Regions from separate parts of the Rattus norvegicus genome. Here regions 1 and 3 are each linked to region 2. Evidence: chromatin contacts called from public Hi-C data. All regions are on one chromosome and are shown on one strand. The core of a region is the stretch at or near the end of the contact, and the rest is flanking DNA. Distances in the headings are between cores, read along the strand shown. Region 1 overlaps Pkd1l1 (polycystin 1 like 1, transient receptor potential channel interacting). Region 2 holds the start of Tns3 (tensin 3). Region 3 has its middle 130 kb from the start of Pkd1l1.

Region 1 (3,993 bases), core at 614-3,113, 170 kb before region 2:
GATGGGAACTCAGACCTTAGTTCAAATTTGGCTGCGCTTTTGGAGCCCTACTCTGTGTGTGTGTGTGTGTGTGTGTGTGTGTGTGTGTGTGTGTGTGTGTGTGTGTGTGTGTGTGAGTGAGAGAGAGAGAGAGAGAGAGAGAGAGAGAGAAAGTAGATTTCTTATGCTTTTTTTCCCTTATAATTTACCCCAATTCCAGCGAAATGAGAACCACAAAAAAATGAGTACACTGGAGAATGCAGACCCTAGTGCCTGGAAAGGTGACTCAGTAGTTAAGAGAACTGGCTGCTCTTCCAGGGGACCTTAGTTTAATTCCCAACACCCACATGGCAGCTCACAACCATCTGTAACTTCAGTCCCAGGAGAATCTGACACCCTCACACAGATACACACATAGGCATACACATTAAATAAACACATAAATAAATAGGAGGCATTAAACTTCTTAAAATTGTGAAAAGAAAAAGAAACTTTAAAGACTAATGAAAATATAATTTCTGGCCACAGTTTCCGAACTTCTAAACCATTTGCTTTTCAGGGCAGTCAAAGGAAACGTACAGCCTCACCCACTCCCTCACTTCCACACAGACATTAGCAGTCTCCACATCCCAACTGTAGGCCCAATGTTTCCTGCCTTCTTGACTCCATCCTCCCACCCCAATTCTCTACATACCTGCAGGCTTCCTTCTTCCAAGGCTCTCTCCCTCTGCCAGCGTGAGCAACTGGGTCTAACCCTGTGGCCATCAATGTGGTCCAAATCTCAGAACTGAGAAGCCTCTGAGGAACTCAGTCCTCTTCAGGCTTGATTCCCCAACACTGTTTCTGCCATCACATTTAAGTCCCGATGCTCTACCTGCTGAATCTCCCGTGCCACCACAGGGCACAGTCCTCAGCACATAAGGCATATCTGAACCACAGGCCCAGCCCCCAAGGCTCACTTTACAGCCTTTGCTCTATACTTCTTAGAGGCCCAGCAGCTCTGGGAGGAAGGACTGAGGGGCCCAGGGCTGCTCCCTGAGTGTGCCTAGAATGGCTAAGCAGTTGAGTGAGAAATGAATGGATGACTATTTCCCATGAGTTTGCCTCTTAGCTACCGTTAGTCCTGCCCATGAGCACGCATAGTTACAATATGGAAGCAATAGTGCTTTTATTACACAAGGCAAACAAAACAAAGATCGTTCATGCTAAAACAGACGGCTTTAAAAATCAGCTTTCCAGTCTTTGAAGGCCTCTAACGGGAACTACAATGCAGACACCAAAGGCATTGCCCCTGTGACTGGGCAGCAGTGAGCATGCCTCTCCTGGGAAGCCATGCTTTCTAAAGGCTCAGATGTAATGCTTGCCAAAAGAGCTGGCCTGGGACACGAGCAAGGTTTTCAAATGGGTCTACTTCATCTCACGTTGCCTCCCCAACAACACAGTGCGTGTTAACTACACAAAGTCCCTCTTTGTCCCCTGAATGCATTGCAGAGAGCAATGATGACAGCTCTTGGGTTGGCAGGGACTCTAAAAGCCTCTCTTTCTCCAATGCTGACCCCAGTATCATGGTGCTCCCCTTCCGCCACAGGTCTTGGCTGCCCGACAACGAGAACGCCACCTGCGCTGGGCTCAGACACCATCCGGGCCAAAGTTCAGAGTGATGAGGGAAAGACTAAGGAGAGAGCGCCTCATGCAGGCAGCCCTGAGGTAGGTATAGACATTGGGCTTTCTCTGGCCCTGCCTTCTTTTAATAGGGAAAGATAGGAGATCCTACACTTGGGAAAATCCTTTCCCATGTCTCCTCAGTGCCAGAGGGCAAGGGACAGAGACACTGCACTGGAGGAAGGAAACTGTTCTGTCATGGGGCTGTAATCCATGACCCAGAGCTCTGACCTCAGCTCCCTCAGCCATGCAGACTCGTGTGTATCAAAATGTGCCCTCCAGCTGGATACACAAGGCTATGAAAATCCAGGAGCAATTGTTGTACTTCTTCACTGACTGAGCCCAGGGACCAGTATTTAGAAATAAGTCAACAGTACCATTTACACAGACATGTTCTGGAGATCAACACAAAGTCCAGTTCAAACTTTTAGATAAAGCATCAAACTTAGTAACTATGATACTGAGACAAACCTCTCCAAATTTGACATCAGTCATGCTTCTTTCTGTCAGCAGTACTCATTCCCCTGCCCATCCATGGTAGATACTAATAGCTGTTCCTCGAGGAGCCTTTCAATGCATGTCTCCCAGATCTGAATTCTAGATTCCAAACTCTTGAATCTATCAAGACTCTATCTAGAAGCTCCAGATAATTTCCCCCAGTTCTGAATTCTAGATTCCAAACTCTTGAATCTATCAGGACTCTATCTAGAAATTCCAGATGTTTTTCCAGCAATGATGTTGCTAAAGTATACAATGTCACCTTGTCTATTGTCTCTCTTATAAATCCTTCCTCATCATTCACACTCACTCAGCTCCCTAAGTAAAGAACAGGTCCCGAGATGGGTTCTTTTCTGAAGAAAATTATCATGGCATTATTAGGATGTCAAATTTAAAGTGAGTGAAAAGAAATTCTGAAAAGATATGGCACTGTCAAAGACTTTTAAATTTGTTCAATCTTCCCATAAAAACAGGGGTGGTACCCTGAACCAAACCCACCAAAAATACGAACAGCAGACCTAAATCTCTCTCTCTCTCTCTCTCTCTCTCTCTCTCTCTCTCTCTCTCTCTCTCTCTCACACACACACACACACACACACACACACACACACACACCCCTCTTGAAGTCACATGGGTATGCTAAGTGCTACGTAGCCAGTACACTGCAGTACCCACTGCACTTTGCAAGACCAGGACGTGTAGGGAACTGTAGGTGTCTGGGCATCTGAGAGCAGAGGGATCAGGGGCTCCTGAGGGGTCACCCCAGGGACCGTGCTGCCACACAACCCCAGTTCACAGGTGCCTGTAATGTCTGCAACACTGGGTAGCAGATGTCCACAGAGGTTACTGAGCTGAGCTGAGCAAAGCTGAGAAATCCAGCTCTCCAGGCTCATGCTGAGGGAGCCACAGGCAGGGTCCCCGTCAAGGTGGACACCTGAGAACACAGCTAGAGACAGCAGGTTCAGAAGGGGACAAAGCTAACTCTTTTTGTAGATGTCATTAGTAAAAGTCTGGAAAAATAGCCCAAAAATAAAATAAAAACAAATAAATAGGCAGTAAGAGAATTTAGTAGACACCAAGAGCCATTATCCTTTGTAAGTCAAGTAAGATACAACACTCCACTCCCCAGCACAGCAAAGGACACAGCTGCTGCGGTGTGATCTCCATGGGAAGTGCATAGAACAGTCAGGAGATTTAAACAATCTTCAAAGATCGAAATGTAGGCTGAAAGCAGTGGGACTGCACCAGTGCCTACATCCGTGTACATCAGATGTCTGTCACTCTTCAGATGAATGACTTGCTGTGGGATAGGGCACACAAGCAATTGCATGGTTGTCTAGTTTGTCATTGCTGCTGTCCGTGAAGAGGACTGTTTATAGCCCGAGAGAAAGTCAACGTGGATTCTAGCTCAGAAATACAAAATCCTGTTGTCTTTGATGAGAACAGTAAATCACAGACCAATGAAATAGACTCATAGATCAATGGAACAGACGAGAGAGCCCAGAAACCGCCAACAAACAGGCTCAAGCAATTTAACAGACAATAACAGGAAGGCAATTTGATGCGCAATAGGCTTTTCAAAATGGGGGTGGGATAGCTGGATGTCGATAACATAAAAGGACAAAACCAACACAGAGGTGCTGAAATCCCATCCCAAGCTAAGGAGCTATTGACAGTTGGTGGCTCATGGGAGAAAGAGAGACAGTTTTCCTTAAGGGTGCGGCCAGGGTAGGTGGGCCAAGCTATAGTGGAAGGCCAGGTATTGCAGAGCATGAGGGCAGCAGAAATTATACTTGATTTGTGAGAAAAAGAAAAAGAAGACACAAAATTGAATGGGTAGGGAAAGTGGGTGGA
Region 2 (4,162 bases), core at 1,314-3,813:
CTCTCGTGTGTTTCCTGTTGCTGTTCAGTAGGTCTTTGGAAAACATTAATTTTCAGTGAAAGGGGGATTCATTAAGGAAAATATCTTAGTCAACCATCTAGGGATATAAATGTATCAGACATTTATCAGGGTAGACAGGGTATCAAGGGCAAAATTACTAAGAACTACCCAGACTCCAGTTGGGAAGAGTCAAGGAGGCTGCAGAGGGGTTGGGGATGGGGGGTGGGGCTGGGACTGGAAAAGGAAGGAACAGGGCAATGGTTCCAGCCCCACCAGCGCTCTCCCCGCTGGGGGAACTGGCAGGGAGGGGCCAGCTCGGCAGACTTTCCTTTAGCTAAATTGGTTTGACACTTTTGGTTTTCAACTCTGAGACATTTTTGGAGGGCCAAGCCTGGAAAAAAACACACATGATCTTCTCTTTTTGGAATAATTGCTCATGCCTTGTTTTTGTTTTAGGGTTTTGGAAATTCAGAGCCATGGCACGTGGAGTGGGGAGGCCTGGTGATGCTGAGCTGTGTATCAGCCAGGCCCAAGCCATACATCCAAAGGTTTCTTTGTTCATCCCGTAGACAAAATGCAGGATCCAGGGAACAGCCAGACAGCTTGGCATGGCAACACTCAGGGATACTATGGTCCAGTTTCTCTTTTCAGTTCATTTTTAAACGCTAGCACTGAGTGTAAGGACAGACAGTACTAGCATCCCCTCCCCGCCCCCCCGCTGTTTACTGTTCTAGAAACAAGGGTCTAGTTAGGGTACCCATCCCACACTGGAACTACCCAGCAGTGAGGGGCAGGGACAGAGGTCTGGAATCATTTTGTTTGGGTAAGGATAACAGAATAGAGAGATCTTAGCAGAGGCTTCTGCTAAGGAGATGCAGAACCCCTGCCTTACCTGGTGTCTTCCTCATTCTGAGCTAACAAGTACTTCTTCCGCATTAACTCTTGCCGTGGGTGATCTTAACGCCTGGTGGAAATTCCTGCATTCCCCCAGGCAGCTGGGATCAAACAAGGCCAGCCAGTGACTGGAGGGCTGGAGTGAGTAGGCAGCTGGTAAAAAAAATCTGAGAGAATAGCACAGAATCTGGATAGTCTTGGGTCCTTACCTTAGAGTGCGCTGATCCCTATCACTGCGTTTACTTCTGTCAAGTTAAGATTTGGGGGGGGGGGTTCCTCAAAGTAACAGTTCCTGCCTTGCCCCCCATTTCTAGCAGGATGACTGTGACCTCCTCCCTACCCCCTCCAACGGGTCATTTGCAAGCATCCTGTGCCTCACCCGTGACCCCATGGACTCCCAGAGGGCAGGGAAATGCCTGTTTCATTCCTTAGGGCCTAGGGGCTCAGTGCCCGGGAAGCCTTTACCTCAGGCAACTTCTCCTCCCAATGTCACGGTTTCCCAGAGATAGGTCTAATCTTCCCAAACCATGAACGTCTCATACCTCTTTGCCTGGTGGAGAGGAAGCGGAGTGTGGCCCAGGCTGTAGCCTGGCATCCGATCCAGTGTTTCAGTGTCGCTGAAGGCTGCACTGAAAACAGATTTGCCAGATAGAATTTTCCTGGCTCTGCTTCTCCAACGTTCCTGACAAGCCTGGTTCTCCCTGAAGGCACACCAGGGCAAGAATAGGACAGGTTTGGCTAACCTGGCATCAGGCAGTGACCTCACCTGGCTCCAGGTATGACCCTCAGACAGTTGTTGCACTGGGCAGATGCGATTTTTACCCTCTTGCAAGACGCAAAGCTACCCCGGGTATTTTCCCGGAACAGAATCAAGATATTAAGGGCTGCTGGTGTCCACTTGGAACTGATGGAAATTCCATCTCATTTGTTGCAGAAGTGTTTGAAAGACGATACAATGGCAAAATGGCGTGCCATCCCTTCCCTGGAGTTCACAATGAAAAAACGGGGACAGAGACCCAGCTATTTGAATCTTGGGTATCTCTTAGGAAATCTTGTTCAGGAGATCTTTTTCTCCTGTATTCCTGACCTGCCTCAACCTTGCTCTCTCCCACCAGGTTCACTTTAAGAAGTCAAGGAACTTCTACCCAGTACCATCATCTCCTCCTGCCCCGTGAATTCCGGACCTGGCAGGGGCTGTTGAAGCATCCTGAGCTGTCTTGTAGACTGCTACTTGATACACGTATACCGCCCTCCCCCCCCCCCCGCCCCTACCACCACGTATACACCTATTCCTCCCGGCAGGCACAACACTTAGACACACTGAATGAAACTGGTTTTGCAGGAATGGGACTCGAACCTCCCTCTCCAGGTGCACCTACCTAGCTAGACCTGGAACTGTTGAGCCTATAGAATACTGGGGCCCCGAGGTATTTAGGGAGGCCAGCGAAGTGGGAGGGTATTTTAAGAGCTCATCCTTTGGGTCAGTAACCCAAGGGGTGGGTGTTGGGGTACAGCCCCTGGAAGCGCAGGACATTGTTAAGATGTTGAGACCAGGTGACCCGCAGGGCTCCGGTGCGCGGGCCGTCCGTGGCGATTGCCCGAGCCGCCTCGAGGGGGCCCTGCCGCGGGCGCGGGCCGCCAGCCAGGAGGACGGGCCCGCCCGCGAGCAACTCGGAGCCCAGCTTCGCTTCGGCCATCGTCCCGCCGGACTGCGCTGCGGGTTCGCTCAGGTACCTGGGTCGGGAGCAGGGCAGCAGGGCAGCAGGGCAGGAGCGGCCACGCGCCGCCACACTCTTTGTTTTGGGGCCCCCGCTCAGGTTCCAGAGTTTGGGAGTTCGGGGTCTTGGAGCTGGGACCCAGACCAGCAAACACCAAATCTGAGCGCAGAGACAGTTGAGGGTGTGGGGACAAGGCGAGGGGGCACCCGGGAAGGGCGTTCGGGACCCAGGACTGAGGACAGCCAGGGGGTCTGCAGCGATCTGGAAGCTGGGGCTCATCCAGCTCCCCGGGCCGGCAGGAGCCGGCTCGCCGGAGCTGAGCAGGGCAGGGAACGCCGCTGGGGCGCGGGCCGGCAGGGTCCGGGTCTTGGCGCCTGGCGCCTTACTAGGCGGGCGGGGGCGGAGCGGCACTATCGCCGCCCCGGCCCTGAGGACTTTGCTCCCTGAGACTGTTAGGGACGAGGAGACGGAGAGCCGCTTGGGGCTGCAATGAGACTTCTCAGGACTTTACTCCCGCCTTTTCCAGGCAAGTGACTTGTGTGCCTCTTTCCCTTTCCTTTCGGTTGTTTGGGTGCCGGGGGGGGGGGGGGGTCTCATCGCGCTTTTCCCCATCATTCGGAGGGGGTACGAGTGCAGGCGCGGGCCTGGGGGCCACCTGTGGCACGTGCCTCCTGGCACGCGGGCACTGTAGCTGACAAGTAGGAGGGAGGGTCCTGGGCCCCCGGGTTTCCGTGCAGTACTGTGTTCTGCCCCTGCGGACGTTTGCTTGGACTGATTTGAGAATCTATGATACAGGGAGAGACCCCAAACCCCTTCCTTCCCCAACTGACATTCTGGCCGGTGCCAGTAGGTGATCCGAACTCTGTAGCGTGACTGAACACAGAAAGTTCCCCTCCAGGTCGTGGGGCCAGCGGACCTCACTATTTAGAGTGACCACAACTGATTGGAATGCCCCAGGCTCGGTTTTTGAGTTGTGTCTTCTGTCCCACTGTATAGAGCTTCAAAGAGACACCCCAAGTCAGGAATACAGGAGTTACTATATTAATAATGTATACCCCATCAGAGCTAACCCTTTTGACATATTGATGTATTTCCTTGAGGCTTTGGTCTGTTCATATGAATACTAATTAAAAGTGCTTTTAGTTCTTTGCCTGTTAAAAGGATTTGAGTGTCCTTGTGATTTTGTTGCTTCCCTCTGTGGGGGCCTTCGAGGTTATATTTGCAAATCAATCAACAAGTATTAAGAAAGGCTTTTCTGTGCTGAGGGCCAGGAAGGGGGCTGGGATGGCCGCAGCTGGAAGAGGGAGTAGGCTAGGCCAGGACTGGGAGTGTGTTAGAGAGTGTCTGACTGTGTGTGTGTGGGGGGGTGGGGGGCTGCAGACAAGGGGGTGCGTTTGCTGTGTCCTGGGAAGCTAACTGGGGGGCAATTGGCAAGAAGCCAGACCTCAGACAAAGTCATGGTGACCCCCCCCATAGTGACAGAGGGCAGTAAGGACCTCTGGCTGAGTGTACTAAACTCTTTGCCTGTTGTTCATTTCATCTCACTTAGA
Region 3 (3,744 bases), core at 1,119-3,618, 140 kb before region 2:
ACTGGCAGAATAGACAGCCTGGGGCTATTACTAACCACCTGCAAATTGCATTGTTCTTTGTGCCTAAGTGACTCATAGCAAGAGAACGCTGTGGCCGCCAGACCCACCGCCTCTTCTCGCCCCTAGCTCATTGCTCATTCTGTGATTCTTGGCTTGCCCTTGCCTCTTAGCTACCTTCACCTAGAGTCAAATAAAAGTCCCTACTGTACTTGTTGTGGCCCAGGCCTCTCACCGCTCAACTGGCCTTTTCTCTCCAGAAGCTAGCCAGGGTTGAGGCTGCAGGGCAATAGGAAGATGCTAGGGGGACTCTGCCGCCTAAAGTTTCCTCTTTGCTTGCTTTTGTGAATACAGTTAAGGCAAGATCAGTCAGCCTGAGAAGGGCAACTTTATCTCGGGACACAACTGACCTGTTCAAGCAGGGTGCGGCTCCGCCATAGAACACCTGTCTTGCGCCCATAAGACCCTGGCTTTCATCCCTAATAACGGGATTTTTTAAAAAGTGTAATCACGGGTTTGGGGATTTAGCTCAGTGGTAGAGCGCTTGCCTAGCAAGTGCAAGGCCCTGGGTTCGGTCCCCAGCTCCGAAAAAAAAGAAAAAAAAAGTGTAATCACTTAGTCTTCTTCTGCCAGGATGGAAATACAGTTTTTTTCTTTATTGGTTGAAAACGTGGGTTAATGGTCTATATCTGGGGGATGAAGCACAGGCCACCGGAGTTTACAGAGAAGCCTCCTGTGCCGAGACCAAAAGCTTCTGTTCTCAGGCAGGTCATCCTGTGGACTTGAATCCCGAGAGCCACTGTCCATTTCTTGCAGCTGCTTCTCCCTTAACTCTGCCAGTTTGTGAGGTACCCTGGGGATGATTTCGAACACGTGGCTTTCCACAGGACAGACAGTGAGCCTCTGCACGGAGACTTTGTGAAGATCACTGGCTTCCATAACGTTACCCTTCCACCGTGCAGGGTTTTCTGACCGGTGGGTGCGAAGTAACTTAACACACGGAGATGGAATCCAGGAGGGTGACGCAGTCTGTGGTTCGAGTAAATCCAGTCCAGCCTTCACATGAGGAAAACCGAGGGCCCTGAATGGCCTTGCTCCTTCTGACGTAGGCACAGAAGTCTTAGGGTCCCACTGTTGATGGCGATTCATTGGTAACTACAGAGTACAGACATTGGGTGCACAGTGCAGCCTTGTGCCCTGTGTCCTACCCTGAGACAGTGAGCGCACCGTGTCACTTTCCACAGGACAGCTGGGCACAGCAAACAGGGCTAACGCGGACATCTTTTTTCTGTGTATGGGTTTAATCTAGACTACTAACATTGGGTGTCAAGGTTCATTCCTGTGGCTGCTGCCACTCTGGGGACTAAGTGGGAGATAGTGAGCAACACTGAAACCCTGAAAGTGAAGTGTGTCCACCAGGAAGATGGAATCTTCCCAATCCCAGGAAATAAGAATGTCCGGAGGATGAGCAAAAATCTGGGCACCTTTTGGGCTCATTGAGACCTGGGTAGGCTGTGCATTTCCCATGAGGCAGGACGGGGCTGATAGCGCGTTTTGAGGAATGAGACCGAGAGGCCTCCGGGAAGATTGTGTTCCGCCGTTCTCAAGAACCAGGGGCCACTGTGTTCCTGGATCTGCGTAAAAATGATCTTCCCACCTGGATTCCTATCCTGGCTCTGCCCTGGCTGACAGAAGTCACATCCCAACCCGTGTACTCTCTACTGGGCTTCTGCGGAGCACACAGCCAGTAAATGCAAGGTCCCAAAACTAAACCAAACCGGGAAAACGGCTGACGGGCAACTTTGAGGGCAGGATTTGTGAGAATTTTGAAGTTGTTCTTACAGCATTTATTTATTTATTTTTTGTTAAGTTTTGAAACAGTTTCCCACTGAAAAGCTTTTCGAAAGTCTCTTGTGTTGCACAAGCCCAGAAACTTCACAAAGACGGGGCCACCACAGCGAACAATAGTTTTAATAGTCCTAAGAAGCTTTTTTTTCCCCCTTAAGCTTCTCTATATTTTAAAGTATATCTTGGTGGTTTTTTTTTTTTCTTTTCTTGGAAGGACATCACAAGAAAAGCTCGTTAAACTTAATAGAACTGCTTAGATGTGATTTACAACTATTGGGTGGATCAGGAGTGCCAGAAACGGACCCCCCCGGCCGTGGATGCAGAGTTAGGGAGACTTCAGAGATAAGCATTCTCGGCTTCCACACTGCGTCTGCCGAGACAGCTTAACAGGGAGAAATGTCCTCTGGCTCCTGATTTATCCTCTTCTGGCACACAAGAACCAGCAACGTTGAAACAGTGGTACACACACCCTTCCTTTGGATGTATGCAAGCCTAGCATTCGTGACACTGGATATAAACCAGGGCCTCTGTGTCACCGTGAGCATGGGATCTATTTACAAAGCTGCATTCCCTCTAGTTGGGGGGGGGGGGTCATCACGGGACTGGAATCTTTGAGTTCTCCAGGATTAGAATGTGCTAAGAGCCAATTGCTTTTTGAAGAAGTTTCTGTTTCATCAGCTTCAAGCGAACTTCAACAATGATTGCCCTTAAATGCAAGATAAAAGGGCTGCATTTGTTCACTGGAGTACAGTAACAAATATCAGAATCAGAAATATGATGTCTTGCAGTCTGGAGACCTGGGGTCCATGGCTCTAGGGGGAAAGAGCTGGCCTGGCCTTTTTCCCAGCTTCTCGGCACTCCCGGGCTTGGGGCAGCCTAATTTCTAATTGGCATGCTCCCCATCTGTGTTTCTCCATGGCCCGGTTTTCTCTTTCTAGAAAAACGTGGTTGTGCTGGATTAGAGCACACTGTGATGACCACATCTCAGTTCCCACAAAGCCTTAATTCCCAGGCACTGAAGATTAGCATGTCAATGTTTTTCCTTTGGGGGAAAAATAATAACCCACCACAAACATTTGTGCAACTGTAGCTCTCTAAAGACCAGGGTCACACAGTTTCACATTAATTCCAGTTTTCCTTGGAATTCCAACAATTCGACAAAAGCAAAACAAAATACTTAACATGTTTCTCACTTTCTTTTTTTAGTCTGTCAACCTTATATAAAAGTGATACTTGGTACCAGCAAGGTATCTCAGTGGGTAAAGTTTTACCGTCTACATACACACACACACACACACACACACACACACACACACACGTTCACTAAAACACATACACACATACTTTACTCTAAGCACTACATGGTTGCCAAAGAGTATTCATAGTGCCTCAAAGGTAAGAGAACACAGGAGTGTATGTGGTGTCCTGTGAGGTCAGGATACTTAAATCCCATGAGATCCCCAAGACATACCTCAGCCATGTCCCCTACAACACAGTTGGGAAAATATTAACTCTATTTCACTAGCAGTTTGGCAGCCAGCGTCCATAGTGATAAATAGAGCCCCAGGAGTTTCTGCGCTGATGTCAATGCTAACAGGCGTGCCCAGAAGGATTTGCTATACAGTGGAAAGCTGGTGATTATTTAATTTTAAGTAGGACCAACAAAAGGGGAAATCCGAGCAGATTCAAAGACTTCCCTAGTCCCAGGGCTGGGCACACTCAGCCAGCCCTCCACTGGGTTAAGAGAAAGACAGAGGGGGCTGGAGAGATGGCTCAGAGGTTAAGAGCACTGACTGCTCTTCCAGAGGTCCTGAGTTCAATTCCCAGCAACCACATGGTGGCTCACAACCATCTGTAATGAGATCCGATGCCCTCTTCTGGTGTGTCTGAAGACAGTGA

Evidence for each region. A called contact is a pair of places that touch in the nucleus more often than the background predicts.
Region 1: a contact with region 2 is called in a Hi-C map of liver, with 3 times the contacts expected there. The contact joins the enhancer-like site here to the promoter of Tns3 in region 2. A contact is called at or near these places in 7 of 12 Hi-C or Micro-C datasets (the A7r5 cell line, the Rat2 cell line, Schwann cells and 4 more) and 1 of 1 datasets of contacts at active chromatin or transcription factors (oligodendrocytes).
Region 3: a Hi-C map of the A7r5 cell line shows a contact between it and region 2, with 3 times the contacts expected there. The contact joins the enhancer-like site here to the promoter of Tns3 in region 2. A contact is called at or near these places in 3 of 12 Hi-C or Micro-C datasets (the A7r5 cell line, liver and mammary epithelial cells).

The regions. Positions count from the first base shown.
Region 1 is chr14:87,788,456-87,792,448 of GRCr8, reverse strand. Pkd1l1 (polycystin 1 like 1, transient receptor potential channel interacting) reads left to right here. Exons shown (of 51, transcript XM_063273721.1): 40 at 1,568-1,686. Among named protein-coding and RNA genes, the nearest start is that of Pkd1l1, 98 kb to the left of the region's middle. Within about 2 kb of position 1,863, at least 16 of the 93 cell types and tissues checked have an H3K27ac peak or open chromatin away from gene starts, as enhancers often do. A contact at or near this core is called in liver, where this site is marked.
Region 2 is chr14:87,617,787-87,621,948 of GRCr8, reverse strand. Tns3 (tensin 3) reads left to right here and starts at 2,563. Exons shown (of 31, transcript NM_001170459.2): 1 at 2,563-2,624.
Region 3 is chr14:87,760,840-87,764,583 of GRCr8, reverse strand. No RefSeq gene overlaps it. Among named protein-coding and RNA genes, the nearest start is that of Pkd1l1, 130 kb to the left of the region's middle. Within about 2 kb of position 2,368, at least 7 of the 93 cell types and tissues checked have an H3K27ac peak or open chromatin away from gene starts, as enhancers often do. A contact at or near this core is called in the A7r5 cell line, where this site is marked.